Linked DNA regions of Mus musculus: all the other regions are linked to region 6. The links are chromatin contacts, called in public HiChIP or PLAC-seq maps. All regions are on one chromosome and are shown on one strand. The core of a region is the stretch at or near the end of the contact, and the rest is flanking DNA. Distances in the headings are between cores, read along the strand shown.

The links. HiChIP or PLAC-seq counts read pairs in DNA pulled down with a chosen protein or histone mark.
Region 1: a contact with region 6 is called in an H3K4me3 HiChIP or PLAC-seq map of bone marrow-derived macrophages, with 6 times the contacts expected there. The contact joins the enhancer-like site here to the promoter of Rpl38 in region 6. A contact is called at or near these places in 5 of 115 datasets of contacts at active chromatin or transcription factors (bone marrow-derived macrophages, cardiomyocytes, embryonic basal ganglia and 2 more).
Region 2: an H3K4me3 HiChIP or PLAC-seq map of forebrain shows a contact between it and region 6, with 7 times the contacts expected there. The contact joins the promoter of Sdk2 here to the promoter of Rpl38 in region 6. A contact is called at or near these places in 1 of 39 promoter capture datasets (neural stem cells), 1 of 484 Hi-C or Micro-C datasets (embryonic stem cells), 14 of 115 datasets of contacts at active chromatin or transcription factors (astrocytes, cardiomyocytes, craniofacial prominence and 10 more) and 1 of 9 other capture datasets (pancreatic islet).
Region 3: an H3K4me3 HiChIP or PLAC-seq map of bone marrow-derived macrophages shows a contact between it and region 6, with 6 times the contacts expected there. The contact joins the enhancer-like site here to the promoter of Rpl38 in region 6. A contact is called at or near these places in 1 of 39 promoter capture datasets (embryonic stem cells) and 7 of 115 datasets of contacts at active chromatin or transcription factors (astrocytes, bone marrow-derived macrophages, craniofacial prominence and 4 more).
Region 4: an H3K4me3 HiChIP or PLAC-seq map of embryonic midbrain shows a contact between it and region 6, with 5 times the contacts expected there. The contact joins the enhancer-like site here to the promoter of Rpl38 in region 6. A contact is called at or near these places in 4 of 115 datasets of contacts at active chromatin or transcription factors (embryonic forebrain, embryonic limb bud, embryonic midbrain and 1 more).
Region 5: an H3K4me3 HiChIP or PLAC-seq map of embryonic limb bud shows a contact between it and region 6, with 7 times the contacts expected there. The contact joins the enhancer-like site here to the promoter of Rpl38 in region 6. A contact is called at or near these places in 1 of 39 promoter capture datasets (neural stem cells) and 8 of 115 datasets of contacts at active chromatin or transcription factors (astrocytes, craniofacial prominence, embryonic basal ganglia and 5 more).
Region 7: a contact with region 6 is called in an H3K4me3 HiChIP or PLAC-seq map of craniofacial prominence, with 4 times the contacts expected there. The contact joins the enhancer-like site here to the promoter of Rpl38 in region 6. A contact is called at or near these places in 7 of 115 datasets of contacts at active chromatin or transcription factors (craniofacial prominence, differentiating embryonic stem cells, embryonic basal ganglia and 4 more).

What each region holds. Positions count from the first base shown.
Region 1 is chr11:113,776,575-113,779,336 of GRCm38.p6, reverse strand. It overlaps a transcript of Sdk2 not described here. Among named protein-coding and RNA genes, the nearest start is that of Gm39468, 8.2 kb to the left of the region's middle. Within about 2 kb of position 1,321, at least 74 of the 459 cell types and tissues checked have an H3K27ac peak or open chromatin away from gene starts, as enhancers often do. A contact at or near this core is called in bone marrow-derived macrophages, where this site is marked.
Region 2 is chr11:114,065,737-114,068,511 of GRCm38.p6, reverse strand. It overlaps Sdk2 (sidekick cell adhesion molecule 2), which reads left to right and starts at 1,483. Exons shown (of 45, transcript NM_172800.3): 1 at 1,483-2,709. The coding sequence starts at 2,634.
Region 3 is chr11:113,815,585-113,818,527 of GRCm38.p6, reverse strand. The region is part of intron 36 of Sdk2 (sidekick cell adhesion molecule 2); the gene reads left to right. Among named protein-coding and RNA genes, the nearest start is that of Gm51930, 13 kb to the right of the region's middle. Within about 2 kb of position 1,382, at least 28 of the 459 cell types and tissues checked have an H3K27ac peak or open chromatin away from gene starts, as enhancers often do. A contact at or near this core is called in bone marrow-derived macrophages, where this site is marked.
Region 4 is chr11:113,928,841-113,931,700 of GRCm38.p6, reverse strand. All of the region lies in intron 2 of Sdk2 (sidekick cell adhesion molecule 2), which reads left to right. Among named protein-coding and RNA genes, the nearest start is that of Gm51929, 110 kb to the left of the region's middle. Within about 2 kb of position 1,365, at least 6 of the 459 cell types and tissues checked have an H3K27ac peak or open chromatin away from gene starts, as enhancers often do.
Region 5 is chr11:113,989,454-113,992,165 of GRCm38.p6, reverse strand. All of the region lies in intron 1 of Sdk2 (sidekick cell adhesion molecule 2), which reads left to right. Among named protein-coding and RNA genes, the nearest start is that of Gm51929, 51 kb to the left of the region's middle. Within about 2 kb of position 1,410, at least 88 of the 459 cell types and tissues checked have an H3K27ac peak or open chromatin away from gene starts, as enhancers often do. A contact at or near this core is called in craniofacial prominence, embryonic basal ganglia, embryonic limb bud and 1 more, where this site is marked.
Region 6 is chr11:114,666,999-114,670,071 of GRCm38.p6, reverse strand. Rpl38 (ribosomal protein L38) reads right to left here and starts at 1,492. Exons shown (of 4, transcript NM_001362918.1): 1 at 1,258-1,492; 2 at 1,106-1,166. The coding sequence starts at 1,260.
Region 7 is chr11:114,046,301-114,049,349 of GRCm38.p6, reverse strand. All of the region lies in intron 1 of Sdk2 (sidekick cell adhesion molecule 2), which reads left to right. Among named protein-coding and RNA genes, the nearest start is that of Gm51929, 6.4 kb to the right of the region's middle. Within about 2 kb of position 1,414, at least 23 of the 459 cell types and tissues checked have an H3K27ac peak or open chromatin away from gene starts, as enhancers often do. A contact at or near this core is called in craniofacial prominence, where this site is marked.

The DNA.
Region 1 (2,762 bases), core at 72-2,571, 890 kb after region 6:
ACCGAGGACCACGCTACCTTTCACGGTCCACTTCCCCACAAAAGGTCACTTCAACTCCCCCTAACAGCTCCCAGGCGGGGTTCAGTGAAGGCAGGGCTGGGAAGGACCAAAGAAGGGCCAGCTGGGAAGCCTTGTCCAAACTGCACACAGCAATTGAGATGCGTGGTCAGCCCAGCCAGGAGAGGCGGGTCAGATAGCATCAAGGGACAAGAATAGCTGATGGAAGGAAAGCTGTTCCTCCCAGGAAAGTTCTGTAAATAACCATGGGGGACCTGAGCTTCTCATCAGCTTTGGCCTTCCAGGCCTTCCAACTCCAGGATTTGGGGAGGTGGTTTTCTGATGTCCTGGGTTGACTTAGGCCCTTGGGGACAGTAATCAGCCTAAAGCTCGCCCTACTGCTGGAAATGCTTGGCTGCCTCCTTCATAGGCTTCACTGGGGCATGTCCAATTCAATAAAGGGTCAGAGTTGCTGGGAGTCGGCAGAGCAGTTACTGTTGGCCTTGTTGAGAGGCCCTAGTGGAGAACCTGAAGCCATTCTCAGCAGTCTCTAGTCCCTGCTAATTCTCACTGTGCAGAGAAGCCAGGGTCAAAGCCCGAGTTAAGAACATACTTGAGCCGGGCATGGTGGCGCACACCTTTAATCCCAGCAATTGGGAGGCAGAGGCAGGTGGATTTCTGAGTTTGAGGCCAGCCTAGTCTACAAAGTGAGTTCCAGGACAGCCAGAGCTATACAGAGAAATCCTGTCTCAGAAAAAAAAAAAAAACATACTTGAGTATTAATGTGGTCTCTCCTCCCTACACACCTGACCCCTGGGATATTGTAAGAGAGATGTGGGAAGCCAGCTCAGCAGGCAGGTGACCCATCTGCTGGGAGTGAACAGTTTGCTTTTCACAGTGACTTCTCTTAGGCAGATGCGAAGGCTCTTAAGCCAGGAAGCACAGCCTTGTCCCCAAAGGACTACAAATTGGCAGAGACCTTGCCCCTCCAGGGACACAGGTTTCCCAGGGCTACCTTGACCTTTGTCAGTCAGCTGGACCCCAGCCCCCGCAGCATCTGACATCGCCAAAGCCGCACATCCGCAGAGGCAGGGGCTGCCTGAGTTCACACTGCCACGCTCACTGTCCGTCTGTCCCTTGTGTCTTTTTAAAACAACTCCCATCTTTTTTTTTTTCTTTTTTCCTCTGTCTTCGGAGGCTTTAACCATTTAAGGATGTTGTGAGTTTACATTAGGGAATTATCAGCCCAGCCCAGCCCAGCCCAGCCCAGCCCAGCCCAGCCCAGCCCAGCCCAGTGAGGGAGCTTTAAAGAGGAAGTGGGAATGTGTTTTTAAAAAAATCATTTGTGTGTGTGTGTGTGTGTGTGTGTGTGTGTGTGTGGTGTTGCACAGGAGGCCAATTTTCCTTTGCCTTTAACAAATCACCTTGTGCACTGAGGTCCTCCATGTGTTCATTGGAACCCGTGCTGGCATCCTTGGGCACAGACCCACTTGGGCTTGCATATAAGCATATAAAGATATGCACAGAGCATACATCTATGTGTGCTAACATAGGGGCTCTTGGCAATGCCCTCTGACGGCCCCTTGGCTGTCTCTCATCCTCAGGAGGCACGGACAGCCTGGGTCACTTGCACTTGGGGTATTTGGTGAGACCTATTACCCAAGCAGCTGAGCACATTACAAGCTACAACTCGGAGATGAGCCTAGGGTGAGAGCCTCTGTTTAGGCACTGCCTGCCAGGGGTGTGGGGGGGAATTATTAGCTACACAGCCACAGCCACAGCTGGACACCCAGTAGGTGTCCAGCTGCGGAACTCTAGGTTGTTCAATGAGATCTTTTGGCCTATGTTTACATTTCTGCTGGGCACTGGAGCATCCCAAGAACTCCACCTAGACACCCCACCATATTCTAAGGGTATGGCAGGCGGGCACCGACCCTGGGTAAGGGGAAGCTTTCATTTTCCTGAGCCTGTGAGGCCAGGGCTGTTGTCTTGTGACTATGGGGAACAAGGTCACAGAAGGACACGCCTAGCCCTCTTGCTGTTGCCTCTCTGTGCCCTGAGGAAATCTGCCCTGTATTCAGGAGCCCACACTTAGCACGCTGGGACGGCTCTCTCCTCTCCTGGCAGCGCCTGCCTCCTGCATTCTTGCAGGCTCTGCTCCCAGATTGCCAAGACTAACCAAATAGCTGCTCTGGGTTCCAGGAGCATCTTCCTCCGGAGAGCAACAGGGAGTTTACAACCCCCGCGCTGTTGCCTCTCCTTTCCCCTCTCCACCACAAACCTGACACTGCCCGTGAATCAGAGGGAACAAGGACACAGCTAGGCTGCCTTGCCAGCCCTTGCTTTTAGAGGCCTTCTGTCATTGCTGTCCATGACCGCCCTGGACAGCATTTCTAAAGGTGCCAGAACCTCACATTAGACTGCCCCAGGCAGGGGTTCCCCTCGCCTTCTCGAGAGGCACACAGTGAAGGTGCCACCATATTCGTGCAGCCAGCCAGCTGGACCATCACTGGGGGAAAGAGGGGACCCACAGACAGCCACCACCAGCTCCTGAGTGCCTCTGTGGTCCCATACAGGGACACCCACCCTAACCAACACCTCGAGCACAGGTGCCCCACCCCCTTGGGACAACCCCCACCTTTCTGTTTCCATAAAAAGACAAATCCAAAGCATTTAAGTGTGTTCCTTCCTCCACCCATATAGACTCCCAAAACAAAACTCGGTACAAATCTTTATTTTTTTGATTTAAAAGCTATAATGAAAAA
Region 2 (2,775 bases), core at 234-2,733, 600 kb after region 6:
GTCTGGGGCTTGGGGGTAGAGAGGCAGAATCTGGGTTTCTCAGAGATGGGAGGGGCGTGGCCACCTAAGGGGGAGAGATCTAGGCTGCTTATCCCCAAAGCCACTCCTCAGTCAAAAACTCAGTCGGATAACAAGCCCTAGGCCCGGACTAGGTTCAGACTGCCAGGGAGAAAGACAAAAGCAGGGTTTGAAGTGGACGAATGTAAAGCTGAAGACAGGCAGGCTAGGTTTTTCGTCTATTTCCACTAAATGCTCAAAGCTGTTCTTCCAAGGCAGGTGAGGAGAGAACAGTAGAGCGATGAGAGGTGTTCAGTGCCTGCGTCCATAGCGATGAGAAGAGGCTTGGGGACTGGAGAAGATGAGGCAGAGCTCTCGAAGTCAGTGAGATGCCTGAAGGGCAATGACCAGAACTGGAAGACCACAGGGGTGTGTCTCCGAAGACCTGGGCCCTGGAGGCATGAAGAGAAAAGCTGGCAAAGGTGACGGGCCTCAACCCTTCCTTTTCCAGCCGAAATACCAACCTTGCAAGACTGATTTTTTTTCCCAGCAGGCTCAGTGCCAGGGACTACACCGTCTTTTAGGAAACCCACGGAACTGTTTTAATTTCTTTTAAAATCAGGGGAAAAATTAAATGAACTTTTAAATGAAAGAAAATGTTTTAATATGTAGTAATATATTTGTTTTTACGCCAACACAGCCGCAAAATATTACTTTTAATATTTTTAATAGAGAAAAGAGCCCACGGAGGTAGAGGCGTCTGTTGCCTGTAAGTACAACTGTTAAAGGGGTCTTCCAGCTCCTGGCCTTCCCACACTAGAAGGTACATTCTGCTCCCTTCCCTGGGCCACGAGGGAGGACCCCTCTGGCTCTCTCCTTTGTGTCTCTGCTGCTAATGTGCCTTTAAAGGGGGAGCTCAGAAGAAGAAGAAGAAACAAAGAACGCACGAGTTTGGCACCAACTTCACTTTCTCAGCCTTCTGCAAGTCCCAGGCTTCCCCTTTATCTTGCTCTCCGCCCTGAGCGTTTCCAGACTTTTAAAGAGTCTGACCTGGGAAGGAAAAACTGGAATCAACCGGTTGACACCCCCCCCCCCCCCAACACACACACACACCCTTCCCAAACTGTTCTGCCTGGTCGAATCCAGAGGGGTACTGGGGGCTTCATCCTATGGGAGACTGGGATAAGGCCTTCTAGGGAGGAGTGAGGGTGGGCTGAAGCTAGAAGACCGGGCCAGAGAGAGCGGCTCGCTTGCAGCCCGCGCTACTGCCCTCCGGTGGGTCCCGGAGACGCCAGGCGTCCGCGGCCGCGCACACGGATTGGGTTTCTGCGGGGCTCGCTCCCGGGCCTGGCTCGGGGCCGCCGCCGCCCCCTCCCTGCGCGCAGGCTGCGCTCCAGTCGCGGCCACGGGGTAGCGCTCGGCCCCCCTCTCCGCGTCTCCGCCTCCGCCGCGCTCGTCTCCGGCTCCCGCTGCCCCCGCAGCTCCAGCTCGGCGCAGGCAGACTCTCAGGCTCGGCAGCAGAGCAGCTCTGAGGACGCTGAGCCCGGGCAGCCCAGAGCTCCAGGCTCTGCGAGGCAGCTGCTGCCGAGGTGGGCGAGCAGCAGGCGCGGCCGAGGCGCGGGAGCAGCCGTGGAGACTCGGGTCCCCGCGCCGGGCGAAAACGCCGGGGGGCCGAGGCGGCGCCGAAACCCCGGATCCCAAAGCTGCCGGCAGGGCTTTCCCGGTGCGGCTCGCGCCGAGCTCCATCCCGGGTGCGGCGGAGAGCAGGACCCGCCGGTCTCCTCCTCAGGATCGCCCGCAAGAGGCGCGGTGCCCAGGCGCTGGCTGGAACCTGGGCCGCCCAGCCGGGTACCCGAACCGGGCATCCATCCCTGCCCGCAGCTGGCGCAGACATGGGCGCACGGGGCTGCGCGCCGGGCCGTGGGACCCGCAAAGTTTGCTAGCCGGAGGTGCTCAGAGCCTAGGGCGAGCCCCGCACCGAAGCCCCAGGGGAGGTACCCCCGAAATCACTGAATTGGGCACGAGGACCGTGGAGCTGAGAAGGGTGGCTCGGCCCCGCTTAGATGCCTTCTGCAAAGTTAGAAGAGAAGAAAACTTCGGCTCCGGGGAGATTCGGACCGTTATGCTAACCGCGCCCCCCGAGCCCTGCGCCCCTTCTAAAAGACACCCGGCGCCCGCGCCTGCTACTGTGCTCCGCTTACATCAAGTCCCAGGGGCCCGGCGCCTGGAACCGCGGTGACTACGTCGGCCCGGGAGAACCCAACCAGGGGGCGGGGAGGGGCGGGAGGCGGGCAACGTGGCCACCAGGAGGAAGTTTCCTGAAGTTGTCCTCTGATTCGGGAGCTCATCCAGCGACCAGGCCGGATCGCAGGGGTCGCCCTGCCTATGAGACGTAGTCTGAGTCGGGGTGCTAAGGGATACAGGCACCCCGAATTTGAGAGGAGGCTTGGCCTCTTTCTGCTCTCCCCCTCGCTTTACGGAATAGCCAGCGCAGAAAGAGGGGAAAGCATTTGGGGTCGCCGGTGCGGCCCCTACGGGCATAGCGTCCAGGACTTGACCACACAGTCTCCCGGGACTCCAAAGGATTATAAAGCAACTCGCAAAGAGGGGGCACTTTAGAGGACCCCTCGGTCAGCATGTTCAGCAGCATGTGGAGGCTGCCGCTCTGGACTCTACTGGCCCTGCATCGGATCCACTCGGCCGGGGCCCAAGGTACGGTATGGGTGACTTTCTCCACGTGGAACTGGAGAAGGGGTTTGGGTGGGCAGAAGAGAGGTA
Region 3 (2,943 bases), core at 133-2,632, 850 kb after region 6:
GAGAAACCCTGTCTCAAAAAAAAAAAAAAAAAAGTGATGAACAGACTTCTATAGTTGCAACAGAGACCTACAAAACCTAAAACTTTGGTCATCTAGTCCTCTACAGACAAAAATATAGTCAGTGTGGCCTTAAAGAGAGCCAACAGAGCCTTGGTGACACACATCATTAATCCCAGCACTCAGGAAGCAGAGGTAGGCAGATCTCTGTGAGTTTGAGGCCACCCTGGTCTACATGGTGAGTTCTGGGCCAGCCAGGAATACAGGGTTTCAAATTTTAATTAATAAATTTAAAAGTAAACTATTTGGTCATATATTATGATGTATGCCTGTAATCCAAGTACAGAAAGAAAGTAGGGGTGAGACAGGAGAATTATAAATTCAAGGTCAGCTAGTGCTACATCGTCTTCAAAGTGGATGAGTGAACGGGTGGATGGATGGATGAATGAATGAATGAATGAATGAATGAATGAATAAAAGAGAGCCACCAAAGTACTGAGGGAAAGAGGAGCTGAGAGTTATGAGTTCAAGGCTAGCCAAGCTACAAAGTCTCAAAAATGAATGGATGGGTGGATGATGGATGGATTGATGGATGGTTGGATGGATGGAGGATGGGTGGGTGGGTGGATGGATGGATGGATAGGTGAGTGAGTGGATAGGCAGATAGATGGATGAAGAGCCACTGGCCCAGGCATGGCAGCATATACCCATCATTCGAGCTGGAATGGAAAGCAGGGTTGAGGCAGGAGCATTGTAGGCTCATAGCTAATTTTGTCTACTTATCAAAATTCTTGCCCAAAAATAACAAGGGTGAAGCTGGAGAGATGGCTCCCTAGTTAAGATCACTTGCTTCGTTTCTCAACACCCACAGCTGGCTGGGACTTCAGCTCCCTGAACTCTGACACCTTCTTCTGACCCTGCACTCATGTGCACAGTGGCACACGGACAGGGACACTCACACACACACACACACACACACACACACACACACGCATGCATGTGTGTACACATAACTAAAAATTTTAAATATAATAAAAACAAGGGCTATAACTTGATTGTGGCAAAACACACCCATAATACCAGTTTTCTGAAGGTGGAGGCAGGGGGATCAAGAGCTCAAAGTCCTCCTCAACCACATAGCTAGTTCCAGGCTGCATGAGACTGTGTCAGTAACTAAAACAAACAAGGGCTGAGAAAGTGACTAAACCAGAGAACAGCTGTTTATCATGCACAAGGCCACGGGTTCCATTCCAGAGTTGCCTCCCTCCCCCAACAACAACAAACTGGCATTGCCATGATAGCAGTGAAGTCCCTCACGGTCCCAGGCAGGCGGGCGGGCGGGCGGATTCCTCCTGCAGGGATCACAGCTATGGGAGGGAAACATTGGGCCAGCGTGACCGTGAGTCATTGCCCTGTTGTAGTTCCCTAGATGCATGTGCTGTGGTGACCTCTTACGTAGCCCTCCCATAGCTTCAGGTGTTCATAGCAGTCTAAAGGCTGTGGAATTCACAGGAGGAGGACGCAGGTCCACGTGCCTCTAAGTGGCAAGACTTCCCTGCTTTGAAAGCAGAATTTGAAATCCATTGTAAATGCACAAATGCTGGCTGTTCATCATTTCACCCACTGACATAATGAGAAGGGGTTGTTTGTTTCTTTGTTTGTTTTTTGAGACAGGGTCTTACATTAGCTCAGCATGGTTTTAAACTAGCTATGTCCCCAAGGGTGACCTTGAACTTGTGACCGGCAGCCTCCAAGTGCGGGGTGACAGGTGTGCAATAGAGTGCCTGGATTTTCTACATCTTGGCTTTTGTGGCTCTTACTACGGCGTAACATGGGAGTGTAAATATCTTCTTCAAGATCCTGATTTTAATACTTTTGGATACATTCCCAGAAATGAGATTGCTGGATCATATGGTAATTCTATTTTTAATTTTCTTTGAAGAACTCCAGACTGTTTCCCACAGTAACTATGCCATTTTACATTTCCAATGATGGCACAGGAGGCTTCTAGCTTCTCACCAGAGGGCTGGCTATCTTCTTCTTCTTTTTTATTTTTCAAGAATTATTTATTTTTTTTATTTATTTTATGTATATGAGTATACTGTAGCTTTCTTGAGACACTCCAGAAGAGGGCATCGGATCCCATTACAGAGGATTGTGAGCCACCATGTGCTTGCTGGGATTTGAACTCAGGAGTGGAAGAGCAGTCAGTGCTCTTATCAGCTAAGCCATCTCTCCAGGCCCAGGGCTGGTTATCTTTTGATACTTTAATAACAGCCACTGCTGTAGATGCCATATTTTGAGTCAGGGTTTCATATAACCCAGACTAGTCTTGAATTCACTGTGTCACTAAGAATGACATTTAACCTCTAGTCCTCTTGCTTCCATTACCCAAATGCTGGGATTACAGGTGTGTGTCCTGGTGCGTGGCTGGTCATGGTGGCATGGACTCGAATCTCCACCCAATTCATGTTTGGTAGTGCCTCCTGACTTCCCAGGTTCCTGCTACCCATTTATTTGTCTGCTCTTGGGGACGGTCTGTTTGTTTTCTTGTCTCAAAGCTATATGAACCCAGAAGACATTGTGTTATGTGAAATGAGCCAACCACCAGGAAGCCACCAGGAAGACTGACTGGTCTGCATGACCTCACTCACACATGACCTGACTCATCAAAGTCCCTAGGATAGTAATAATAGGATAGAATAGTCCAAGTCGGGCTGGAGAGATGGCTCAGGGTTTAAGAGCGCTGACTGCTCTTCCATAGGTCCTGAGCTCAATTCCCAGCAACCACATGGTGGCTCCCAACCATCTGTAATGGGACCCACCCAATGGATCCCATTAATATAAATAAATAATTAATTAATTAATTAATTAATTAATTAATTCTTTTTGAAAAAGAAGACTAGTCCAAGTCACAAAATCGGGAAGAAGAAGGTGGTCGCCAGA
Region 4 (2,860 bases), core at 116-2,615, 740 kb after region 6:
ACGGACACAGACACAGAGGGCCTTGTCTGGCATCCAGGCCAAGCTGTTGGTCTCACGGCTGGCCCATCGTGGCTCTGGGCAGAAGTAACTTCCTAGAGGTAGGGTGAGAACTGATGTTGTCAGAGTTGGAATTGGAACCCAGGTCATCCTAAGCGTCTACCCGTTCTACTCAAATCCCCTTGGGCCAGAGGTCTGAGCAGCAGCCTGCCAGATAAATAAAAGGATGTCAGGAGCTGGCTTGATTTGGTAGCATTCCATAGTTGGGCTGGGCACCTGGGGGCATGGTAGTGTCCAGGGTGTCATGGGTAGGGCCCCACTGTAATGAAGATAAGGCCCTGGATCAGAGGTTCCACTCTGCCCCGACTCCCCATGGATACCTGTTACATTTTGTCAGTATCTCCACATCTCCATGTATTCACAGGTACAAATCTGGGATCACAGACCTAAGAATGGCAGGTCAGGCAGGGCATATCCATGAAGTCCTAGACTCCCTCTGTGGCTGGGGCGGGCAGAGGGGAACAGTGGTCTTCAGGCATGGTGTGTCCTTCTGTGTCTCCGCCTCTCTCCCCACAGTCCCAGGTACGGTCATTCCTGTTCTCACTCTGTTCTCACAGCCAGGACACATTTATTGATGCAGAGACTTGGAGTGTGTGCAAATGGGAAGCCGGGACGGGAGGACTGGCGGCATTTTCAGGCCATTCTGGGCTACATAGTAAGACCCATTTTCAGGCTACCTCTGTCCAAAACAAACAAGCAGAAAGATGAGTAGAATAGAAAGAAGAAAGGGGAAAGAGGATAGAGCAGAGGGGGGATAGAAGGAGGAGGGAAGAGAGGAAGGAAAGAAGAGGTGGAGAAGAAGGAGAACCAGGAGGGAAAAGAGGAGGGGGTGAGGAGGGGAAGAGGTGAGAGAAGAGATGACTAAGTCCCAGACAAGCAAAGTTTGTCCAGAGTCACAGTTCAAACCCAAATTGGATCAGGACAGGGACCATGGAATCATCTGGAATAATTCACATGCCCACCCAAGTGTCTTCTCTCTCATTTTTGCCCTCTTCCCCAACAACTGATGGATTTCCCATGGCCGGTCCCTGTAGCCTGGGGACCAGCGGCTGTACCTCTAGACTTCCTAGTGTAGGAAGTGCAGAACATGCAAATGAAGGACTGGCTGCTGCCCGAGGGAAGCAGGGAAGCGAGGCTGGAGAAAGCTTGTCTCTGATGAACTGAGGCTATTTATTTCCACCACAAAGAAATTTAGCATGCAAATTAAGAAGGATTTGATCATCCATCACCCGAAATTGACGTGCTCGAATCTGACCCGAATCCCTGGTAACTATCACACATGGATGGGCGTAGGGCGTGCACACAAGGTCCACGGGGAGGCCGGGAGAGGTGGGCTCTGCCAGCCGGCCAAGGCCCATATGCTTCTGTTCTGGGACCTTTCAAGGCGTGCAAATGAGATGATCATTGATCCTTTCTGCACAACTGGGCTAGAGAGCACAGCTGTCCTGAGGGGCTCCCCCACCCCCGCCCCACCCTTCTTAAGTCTTCCTGTGCCCCCTACCCTTGGCTCTCAGCCAGGACACAGAAACTAATCAAATATCTCACTGTGTTCTAGGACTGTGCAGACAGGTGACCAGGACAAATGCCTAAAGAGTTGACCATGACCACGCTTCCTGGGGCTGTCCTTCTTGCCTGACCCCTCCTCCTCCCTCCTGACCCTTCCTGGAATTTCTCTGATGTTCTTTCCTTGAAGGTTGCCCCACCACCACCAAGGCCTTCTTCAAGGTCTGCCTTGAGGCTCTAAATTCAACTCCAATCTCTTCCTTAGGGTTTCCCAAGTCTTTGGGGCAGCAGAGACCCCAGAGGGTAGACATGGAAGAGGGATGAGAGATACAGGAGGGATTTTAGTGGGGACTGCAGAGGCTGAGAGAAGGGAGGGAATGCGGGCTCAGAATGAACAAGCATGGGGGTGGTTCTCAGGCACTAGGGAGCCCCAGAAGGCTGGGGAGAGAGGTCCTTGTGAGCCTAGGAGGACTTCAGGGAGAGAGGTCCTTTCTCAGACACAAATATAGGAACCAGGACAGACCATTCCCTGAAAGAGCCTGGGCACAGGCCTAAGGACCAACCATAGCCAATCCAAGGCCTGCGGCCACCACGGTCTCTCTCCTTCACCTTAGACTCCTAGAGAATGGGACCCTGCCTGTGGGGACATGCTTGACTTGACTCTGAGCATTGTCTCCAGACAGGGACATACTGCTGTATCCAAACCCCCCCCCAAAAAAAAACCTTGGTGGCTTAGACAAACTATCATTTCTCTATGAGTACCTACTGGACTGGCCCCTGACCCTATTTACTGATAGTCCACTTAGGCAAACTCCTGAGTGAGTCCAAGGCTAGCCTTCTCTCCTCATGTGGCCTCTCCTTTCTGACATGGAGGACTCTGAGTCAGATGGAAAACTCGGGGTCCTCGTTTGAGAGGCATATAGACACTGCAAGTCCATTGAGACCTGTGCCATCACATGTGGGGTGAGGGGGGGCACCATAAAGCCAGCCTAGATTTAGAACAAGATGGGGTCTATGTCCTGGGAAAACTGCAGAAAAATACCAGGCTTGCAGTCTCTGATCTCCGAGCCTTTGCTCAGGCTTGGCCAGTGTCCAGTGGCTTCACAAGCACCTTTTCCAGATGGTGGCTCCCAGCAGGTCCCCTTGGGCCTAATTAACACGGTTCTGGTCTGCTTCATCCAGAAGTTGCTTCTGAAGTCACCTGCAAGGGTGACTTTGGAGAGTCCAGAGAGAATGTTTGGGTACAACATGGCCTGGAGGGGCAGGGCAGAGGGGACAGAGGTAATGGGGCAGGTTCTAG
Region 5 (2,712 bases), core at 161-2,660, 680 kb after region 6:
CTATCTCTGAGTGCCAGCCAGGAGACTGGGATGAAGCACTCGAAACGGAGAGGCTTGCCAGGCAAAGAATTAAAGTGCAGAGTAAATGAAACCAGAGCTAGACATGCCGGGGGCAGGGGGGGGGGGTCAGTTCCAAAGAAGCTCTGCCAGAGACACAGCCCACACCACCACGCCACGGCGGCTGGCACCACGTTAACATCAGCTGCAGGCTCTGCAATCAGCTGGGCCAAGTTCAAATCTTGCTCCCCCCACAGCCTACTATTGTGATCTGGCACAGACCACTTAAGACGTGTGTCTGTTTCTTCCTGTCACTGACATAGGTGTGGCCCAATGAATGGCAGGGCACTTGCCTAGTGTGTGCAAAGCTCTAGTTTGGATGCCCAGTACATAGAAAGAAGGAGATAAGAAATGTAAACATGGGCATGGCGGTGTGGATGCTAAGAAGTGAGTCCAGGTAGCAGGCAATGGACACCCAGTGCATGTGGCTCCTTGTAATGATCTGACTTAATATAGAGAGGCTAAAGACTGAGGACCAAGGGACCTATGTGCCATGAACCCTTATTCCTCCAGCAACAGGCTGGATCTATTGCACGGTGTCTCTGCCCGGCTTTCTTCCCTCCTCCCAAATGATGCTTAGCTCTGGTTTTGGCTCAGATCCATAGGATGCCAGTCTGAGAGGTTGGGAGCTCCTGGATTGCTCCGGCGGTGCAGATGACCCTGCATTGCTAGGCTCCTGTGTCACATCCATGAACACAGCAAAGGGAGTCAGAGGATCACCAGGAGAGACAAAGTGAGTCTGGGTTCACTCCACGACTCTCAGTGGCCAGGTGCAGACACACCCTCCAGCTGTGACTCCCGCCAGCCCCCATTCCCCAAAGCTTGAGGATGTCCACCTCCATCACCCCAACCCTGCCGCTGCTTATGACACAGATGTCACCAGTCCTCACCAAGCTGCCTTAACATGCGGGAATTCTATCTCAAATATGTTGCACAAATGAATAATAAAAACAAAGGAAAATTACCCTCTTTATTGAAACTCATTTTATGAATAAAACAATTATTCTGGTAATTGAAAAAATGTGTCGTTAAATTAAATGCAGTGGTTCCTATTAAAATTTTAGTGCGTTTTTGCTGCTGCTGGCTAGAGGCTGGTAATTATAGTCAAGAGTTTTGCTTTCTCTTTATTGTTTTTTAATCTCTCTGTGCTTCGGATCTCCAACGATATTTTATGTCAAAGAGATTTAGAACTGTGCCCCCAGAAAGGGGGGGGGGGATAAAGCTGGCCGGGGGGAGAGGCTAGCAGGGGGACTACAGCGACATCTGCTTCTGACTGGAGCTTGCCTGTCATTCCAGATGTCCAACAGTTTTGGTTGGTCTCCTCACCCATCTATCAGCCTGGCATCCAATCACAGCTCTCTTAATGCAGCTCCCGCCCCCTCCACTCTCTTCCCTGCCTCTTCTCAGTTTAACGGAATCTTCATGCTGAGGGGAAGCCTGGAGTAAGGTGCCCAGGATGCCTGGGTCTCACTGCCTCTTGGAATCTAGGTTCGGAAGGCAGCCTGGTGAAGTGGGTGGGATCAGCCTGCTAAGGCTCCTCCTTCCTTAGGGGCGGGGCCATCGTAGAAGGGTATGTCACCTTGGTGTTTGTAATCCTATTGAGGAGCAGGCATGCCCCTGCCCTTTCTACCACTTTATCCTTAACTGGCAGCCTAGCCTTTTTCAATTAAGTTGGGGGAAGGAAGGGAAGGAGGGCTGCATTGCAGCCTGCTTGGTATAGCATGGACCAAAGAGGAAAATGGGCAGGAAAATGCCCTAGAAAAGATCTAGGCTTCTTTTCCAGTCCCTACTGCACTCTCTACACACAAATAGCAGGCGAGCCCCCTTCCCCACCCCTCCCTCCTGGCCCAAAGCCTCACCGCTAGGCTTTGGCAGGAGCCTCAAGACTCCTAGGCTGACTTAGCCCCACTATGACTGCCCTTGATGTGTTCTATTTTTTCTGGCTCTGTTCTTTGTCTGGGAGATTGAGCTTCTGGTGGGCAAGGTCTCTGGCCGTGCGAGGTGCCACTGGGAGCTTGATGGATGGAACTGGGCTGGGAGCATCCTGACATTTATCTCTAAGACACCAGGAGCTGATTAGGAGCCAGATGTCGTTGTCCAGCGATGTCGGATGAGGCCTGGGTACCAGGCAGTAAGGAAGGCAGCGTGAGCCAGAGCCGGGCATGTCATCTTGCTCCCCTGTACCCACCTAGGCTATTCTTTCTTGGATCCATTTTCCTCAGCTTTGCTACAGTCAGCCTGAATTGCAAGGAACTCTCTTCTCAGTTCCTCGGGCTCTGAAGTTACCTGGCTGCAAGCTGGGTTTAGTAACAGGAGGCCCTGGCCAGATATGGGAAGCGGAGGAAAACAGATGCTGGGTTTTCCCCCATCTTTTATGTCTATACTGGCACTCCTGATGGCTATGTCTGGCTCATGACATCATCTCTTGGTGGGCTGTAGACTCACCCTGCTTCCTCCCAGACCCCAGCACCTTGAAGAGATTCAGGTTTTCTAAATTGTCAACCTCTTGGTTACTATGTTACCCCCATTTGGCTTAGCAGCCCTCCCATCACCCATAGATGGTTCCCTGGAGTAAACTTCAGTCTTAATACAACAGTTAGATCCTGTTTTCCTCCCTGGACTCTGGTCAGATACCCACCCTGGCTTAGACAATCA
Region 6 (3,073 bases), core at 243-2,742:
GAGGCATGACCTCTGATTCCACACTCTTAAAGTTAAACAGGAGAAAAGAACTGTGGCCCGTGGCCGAGCTGAGACTTGAGAAGGCAGTGCCAAATGTTACAGGCCGGATGGAAAACACCAGCAAACCCCACTGTGCCCACCAGCAGGAGACATTCGCCAGGCCGGTGGCCGCCGGCCCACAGACAACCACATCAGAGGCAACAGCCTGTCTGACGTGACAGAGTACACCTAAGGACCTTGCAAAGGCTCTTCCTGCCCACCTAGGTCTACTTCCGCTCATTATCTGATGTTTATAAGTCCGATCTGGGGAGGAAAAGGAAGGCCCATAGGGCTATCTCACACAGTAGAAGACCAGACCTCTTTTTAGCTGCCATGGGAAGATAACATCACCCAAGGTTTCTCGCTAGGCACATCCTCCCCAAACATCCTTTAAGTAGCAGACAATTCCCTCTTCGTGTATGAAAGAACAATACAGAAAGCAGCAGGAGCCGACAAACAACTTTGAACCTGCTTGTTTTAATCTATTTTCGAGACAATGTAACCAAGGAGAGCCTAGCATTTCCCCATCCCTTTGTCCCTGCCTCCGGAATTCGGGGACTGCAGTCTGTGCACCAGGCCTGGCTCTGAATCTCAGCTCATGCCGAGCAGGAGCGAACCCAGCGCAGGAAGAAGCAAGCGCCTTGCTATGTAGGCCAAGGATAGCGTTGGATGCTCAGTTCTCTTGCCTCGGCCCGAGATTAAGCAGGCAGACCTGGGCCAGCACACTGGCTCTGCTTTGTCTCGTCACCTCGCACTCGCTTATTTGGAAGCTGAAGGTTACTGGTAAATGACACTTTTTTCTTTTTTTTTTTTAAGGACAGGGTCTCGCTACGCAGCCCTGGAGAGCTTCTAACTCCCAGGGATTCTCCGGACTCCACCACGCGGGCAAGCCCGGTACTGAACTACAAGGCTCGCTGTGATCGGGGTGTGCACACGTGGCAATGCCAACCTCAGTGTGACACGCTGGGTCGCCAAGCTCGCCATAACCTGCTGTTCCGAGCCGCCCGATGCCTCCCTCCGCCCGTCCCTCGGGCTCGCCCTGAGCCTCCCGGGAGCCCGCACTTACACTTGGCATCCTTCCGCCGGGCTGTCAGCAGAAAGTCCTTGATCTCCTCAATTTTCCGAGGCTGTAACATAGGAGGGACAGAAGATGAGCCGGGGGAACGTGCGCGTCCGGGGGACGCCCAAGCCCGCCCCGGTCCCTCGTCCCGCACTCACCATGGCGACGCGGGCTCGGCTCTGGCGTCCGCACCTGCGGGGTACAATCCCGAGTTAACCGGCCGCGATCCTATTTCCCCGATCCGCCCGCCGCACCCCTCCCTCCTCCCTCCCTCGCTCCCCGCACACCCGTGCTCCCTGCGCCCTCCCCGGCTGCGGATCGCCCCGGATTGAACGCCCTTCCCCACCTGCCCAGCACACTCACAGCGATGAGAACCGAAGAGAACGGGGAAAGAACGAGGCTTCCGCTTCCGGACGGTTAACCCCGCCCAACAGAGGAAACTGAGTACGGTGTCTGCAAAGGACCAGAAAGGATGCGTTCATCATTTCAATTTCAGCAGCCCTGCCCTCTTCTGGTTCAGATTAGTAGTGCAGCTTCTTATAGCAATGGCGTTAGGCTGCCAGCATCACCCTCACCTCCCTTCTTATCCTTTCCCCTATTGTCCCCTCTTTCTGTCACTCATCTTATTATTTTTTTTTTACATTTTATTTTATTTTTTGTTTTTCGAGACAGGGTTTCTCTGTATAGCCCTGGCTGTCCTGGAACTCACTTTGTAGACCAGGCTGGCCTCGAACTCAGAAATCCACCTGCCTCTGCCTCCCGAGTGCTGGGATTAAAGGCGTGCGCCACCACGCCCGGCTACATTTTATTTTTATTGCGTGTATATTTAATTTGCTTGTATATCTGTGCATTAAATGAATGCAATGCTCATGGAGGCCAGAAGAGGGCATCGGATCCAGGGGAACTGGAATTACAAACAGCTGTGAAATGCCTCGTAGGTGCTGGGATCTGAACCCCGGTGTTCTGGGGGAGCAGCCAGTGCTCTTAGGACTGAGCGATAGCTCCAGGTCCAGAAGTGATTGGCTATTTATGTATTTGTTTATTTGAGACGGGGTTGGGTCACCTACCTTCTTCATGCTTATAACAGGCCCAGCAGAAATGATAGTCCAAAGAGCCACTATGTGCCTCACTTGCGTGCAGGGCAGAACTTCTGCAACCACCTGGGTAATCAGAAATGGCTCCTTTATTGCATCTTGAGACCCATTATCCAGGTCAAGAATTGAGCCTCCCCTGGCCAGACAGCTCAGGCCAGCTCTCACCACACGTTGCTTCTTTTTTTTTTTTTTTTTTTTTTTTTTTTTTTTTTTGGGTTTTTTGGTTTTTCGAGACAGGGTTTCTCTGTATAGCCCTGGCTGTCCTGGAGCTCACTTTGTAGACCAGGCTGGCCTCGAACTCAGAAATCCGCCTGCCTCTGCCTCCCGAGTGCTGGGATTAAAGGCGTGCGCCACCACGCCCGGCTACGTTGCTTCTTTAGACATGTAAGAAGTGACAGCTTTGGGAAGGCAGCGTTGCTTCCGTCTGCCGACTGGGTTCCCGCCCGGCTCTAACTTCCTTAGCACTTTGTTAGTCTTTATGATAATGCCTTGAAGGTTAGGCTCCAGGAAACTTTAGGTAGTGGTTTTATTTTCAACCACTTTTATTTTATTTCAACCGCTCTACAAATGTCTCCATTTTATTATGTTTGTCTCCCCCCCCCCCCAATTTAATAACTCACAACAGAATGTAATTGCCTTGTACTTATTACTGTGGAGAGCCTTCCCCCCCACCCCTCCCCCCCACCCCCACCCCGGAGGATGAGCGCTTAACCGTGAGGTTTTCAAACTCACCTCTTTCTCTCCTCCCCGCTCCCTTCGCGGAGCTCCTGCCTCCCGGTGATACGGGGCAGAAAAACTAATTGTGCAGGAGTCTTTTTCAAGAACAGAGCTGTGCTTCGGCGACTGCTGGTAACTGTTGGGTTTCAGACCCCAGAACAAG
Region 7 (3,049 bases), core at 165-2,664, 620 kb after region 6:
GGGAAACAAGGTCTGGGGGTTTCAGGAGAGCTGGCCCTGAGGCAGTCAGACCTGAGTGTGCCTGCCCATCTCCACCCCTGCAGAGCAGGGAAGAAAGAGTAGGCGGCTGGTTAGGGTACCATCTTAACTTCCCCGGTTACCCTCCATCACCTTCCTCTTCTCATGCTCTCAGAGCCTGGGCAGCAGCCCTCCCCCTACCAGCCTGCTGATAAGGCTTCAGTTTCAAAGCAGTTGAGAGCCACTGAGCTCATAGGTAGCATAAGAACCCCAAAGCAAGACTCTGTCAATGGCCTTTGGCATTTCCTCACCTGTACCCTGGGGTACTCACATGGACTACATGGACTGGGGTACTCAGTCCATGAGGCAGCCATAAGGACTGAATTATTTTACAAAAGTTCCTAGGAGTGTTGCAGGCACACAGGTGGTATGACATAAATATGTGTTAAGTAAGTATAACTAAGATGGGAAACACTATCCAAATGGGAAGAAGAGATGGTACCCCATGGAGAGAACAGGAAGATGGGACATTTGAACTGGAGACAGGAAGATCCATTGTTGTTAGCACCTAGAGATGCAGGCTGGTATATGAGGCTTGGAGGTCACCATAGGAGCTGAGACCTGAAGACAGGACCATCAGTAAAAGCAGGATGGATACAGTAGGGATGCAGGGTCCCTACAAGGACGGGGCCAGGGAGCCAAGGCGCTTGAATCCTAAGCCCAGGACTTTAGAGCTCCAGCTCTCCAAAGCTAGAACACAGACCTGCCAAGCTCTACCCATGCAGGCATGGGGTACGGAGCAAAACTCTTGGACCTTCCTAGAGCCAAAAGTTTTCATATGGTTCTTCTAGGGTCCAGACATGGGAGGGGGTTCGAGTGATCCCATCAAGGGTAGGAGGTAGGAGGCAGAGCAAGCCACTCACTCTGCCTGGGCTGTAATACTCTCTGCCTCCCTCCCACTAAAACACTAACAGGCTGAGAGGAAAGGAAAGCAAAGGCAAGGAGGGGGAAGATGGAGGACTTGCCCCCCAGCCCTGAGCTCAGGAAACTTGTCCCACACATGAAAACAATTCCAGGCTGTGTAACCCCGAGGGTCAGCCTGCAGGTCAGGGAGGCTGTGGCTGCGTTGCTGGGGGATCTGCCTACACAGACACACAGACGCAGTGGGGCACAGGGGCGGGTCCAGCGTGTTTGCTGACTTTCTGTCAACCCAGAGATAAAAGGACTTTTTCCCCTTTGGTTGACCCCTCTGCTCAACAGGGAGAAAAGTACTTCAGCCCGTGGCTGAGCTGGAACGAGGCTGGGAAAGGCTTCTGAAGTTTGGGAATGTGGGGCACAGCATTCCCTGCACAGCGTAGGATGAAGGGGTGAGGTGAGGGATGCAGAATCAAAGGACCACATGGCTAGGTCCCCCTGTCTGTGCTGCCGCACCCCTCCTCTTTGTTCTGTTGCTGGGACGTGCAGGCTAGGCGGCTGAAGGACATACAATCCCTCGTCCCCTTTGCAAATCTTAATCACTGGTTCTCAGAAGTTTGACGGTGATGTATCTAGATCCGGATTGCTTTGCATTTGTCCTGTCTGCAGTTCGCTAGCTATACCACATCTGTACAATGTTTATATTTAATTTATTTTCTGTATTGTTTGTGTATGTGTAGGATATGTGTGTGTGTATGTGTATATATGTGTGTGCGCACGTATGTGTGCATGTCATAGCATGTATGTGAAGATCAGAAGACAATTTTTGGGGAATCTGTTCTGTCCTTCCACCTTTATATAGGTTCCAGAGATCAAACTCAGGTCATCAGGCATATGTGTTAACTGCTGTGCCCCTCTAAGCTATCTCACCCACCCTACCCTTGGATCATTTTATTTGTGTCTTTCACTAAATCTGATAGATATTTTGAAGCTTTTCAAGACTCTTTGTTCTTCTCAGAAGTGATGCTATGAATGAATGAATATATTTGAATATTCAGTATATATATACATATATACATTTATATATGTATATATATATATACACACACACACACATATACAGGAATGTAATTTCTGAATCCTGTGATGGCTCTTTATCTGATTTTTGTTTTGGAAAAACCAGCAAGCTTTTGTTTCCGCAGTCACTGAATAATTTACAGGCACTTTATCTTATCCATAAGATTATATGTGTGCTTGTGTATCTATCTATGTGTATGTACCGTGTGACTGCAGTACCCATGGAAGCCAGAAGAGGGAGTCAGAGCACCTGGAGTTGGAGTTCCAAGTGGTATGAACCACCTGGTGTGGATGCTGGGAACTGAACTCGGCTCCTCTGAAAGAGCAGTGCATGCTTTAACTGTGGACCCCAGTTGCTGAACAATTTTACATCCTCACCAGCAATGTGTGAAGTTTTATATCTTCATGCTAACTCTTAACCGTTTTCCATTCGACTGTAACTCTCCTGGTGGGTATGCAGTGGTGCCCCATAGTGGGTTTGATTTTTTAATATTAGTTTAAGGACTTGAAGATCAATCTACCATCCTTCCCCACTGCGGCCCTTTGTGCCTCTGCCCTTTTCCTGATGCTTCCCCTCCTCCTCAAATGGTTCTGCTTCCAGGTCACAAGCATGGGTTGATGGTTTGATTTTCCCAGTGAGCAATGATATTCCCACTTTTAACATGATTGTTAGGTGGCCATTTGTACAGCCTCTCTGAAGATATTTCTATTCATCCTTTTTTTTTTTTTTTTAATGTGTAGGAAACTTTGATGCATGCATGTGTATTCATACGTGGGGGATACTTTTCTGTGTGAAAGTGCATGTGTGCATACATGCATGTCTGTATATGTGTGTGTGCTCACGTGTGTGTGTGTGTGTGTGTGTGTGTGTGTGTGTGTGTGTGTTAGCCTGAGGTTGACAATGTTGGGAATCTTCTCCCACTGCTCTTTCCACTTTATTCTTTGAGGCAGGATCTCTCAGTCAAACCCAGAGCTTGTCCCTGTGGCCAGTCTTTCTGGACAGCTTGCTCTGGGGACCCTGTTTCTGCCTTCTAAGGCTAGAATTACAGGGGTGCTGCTG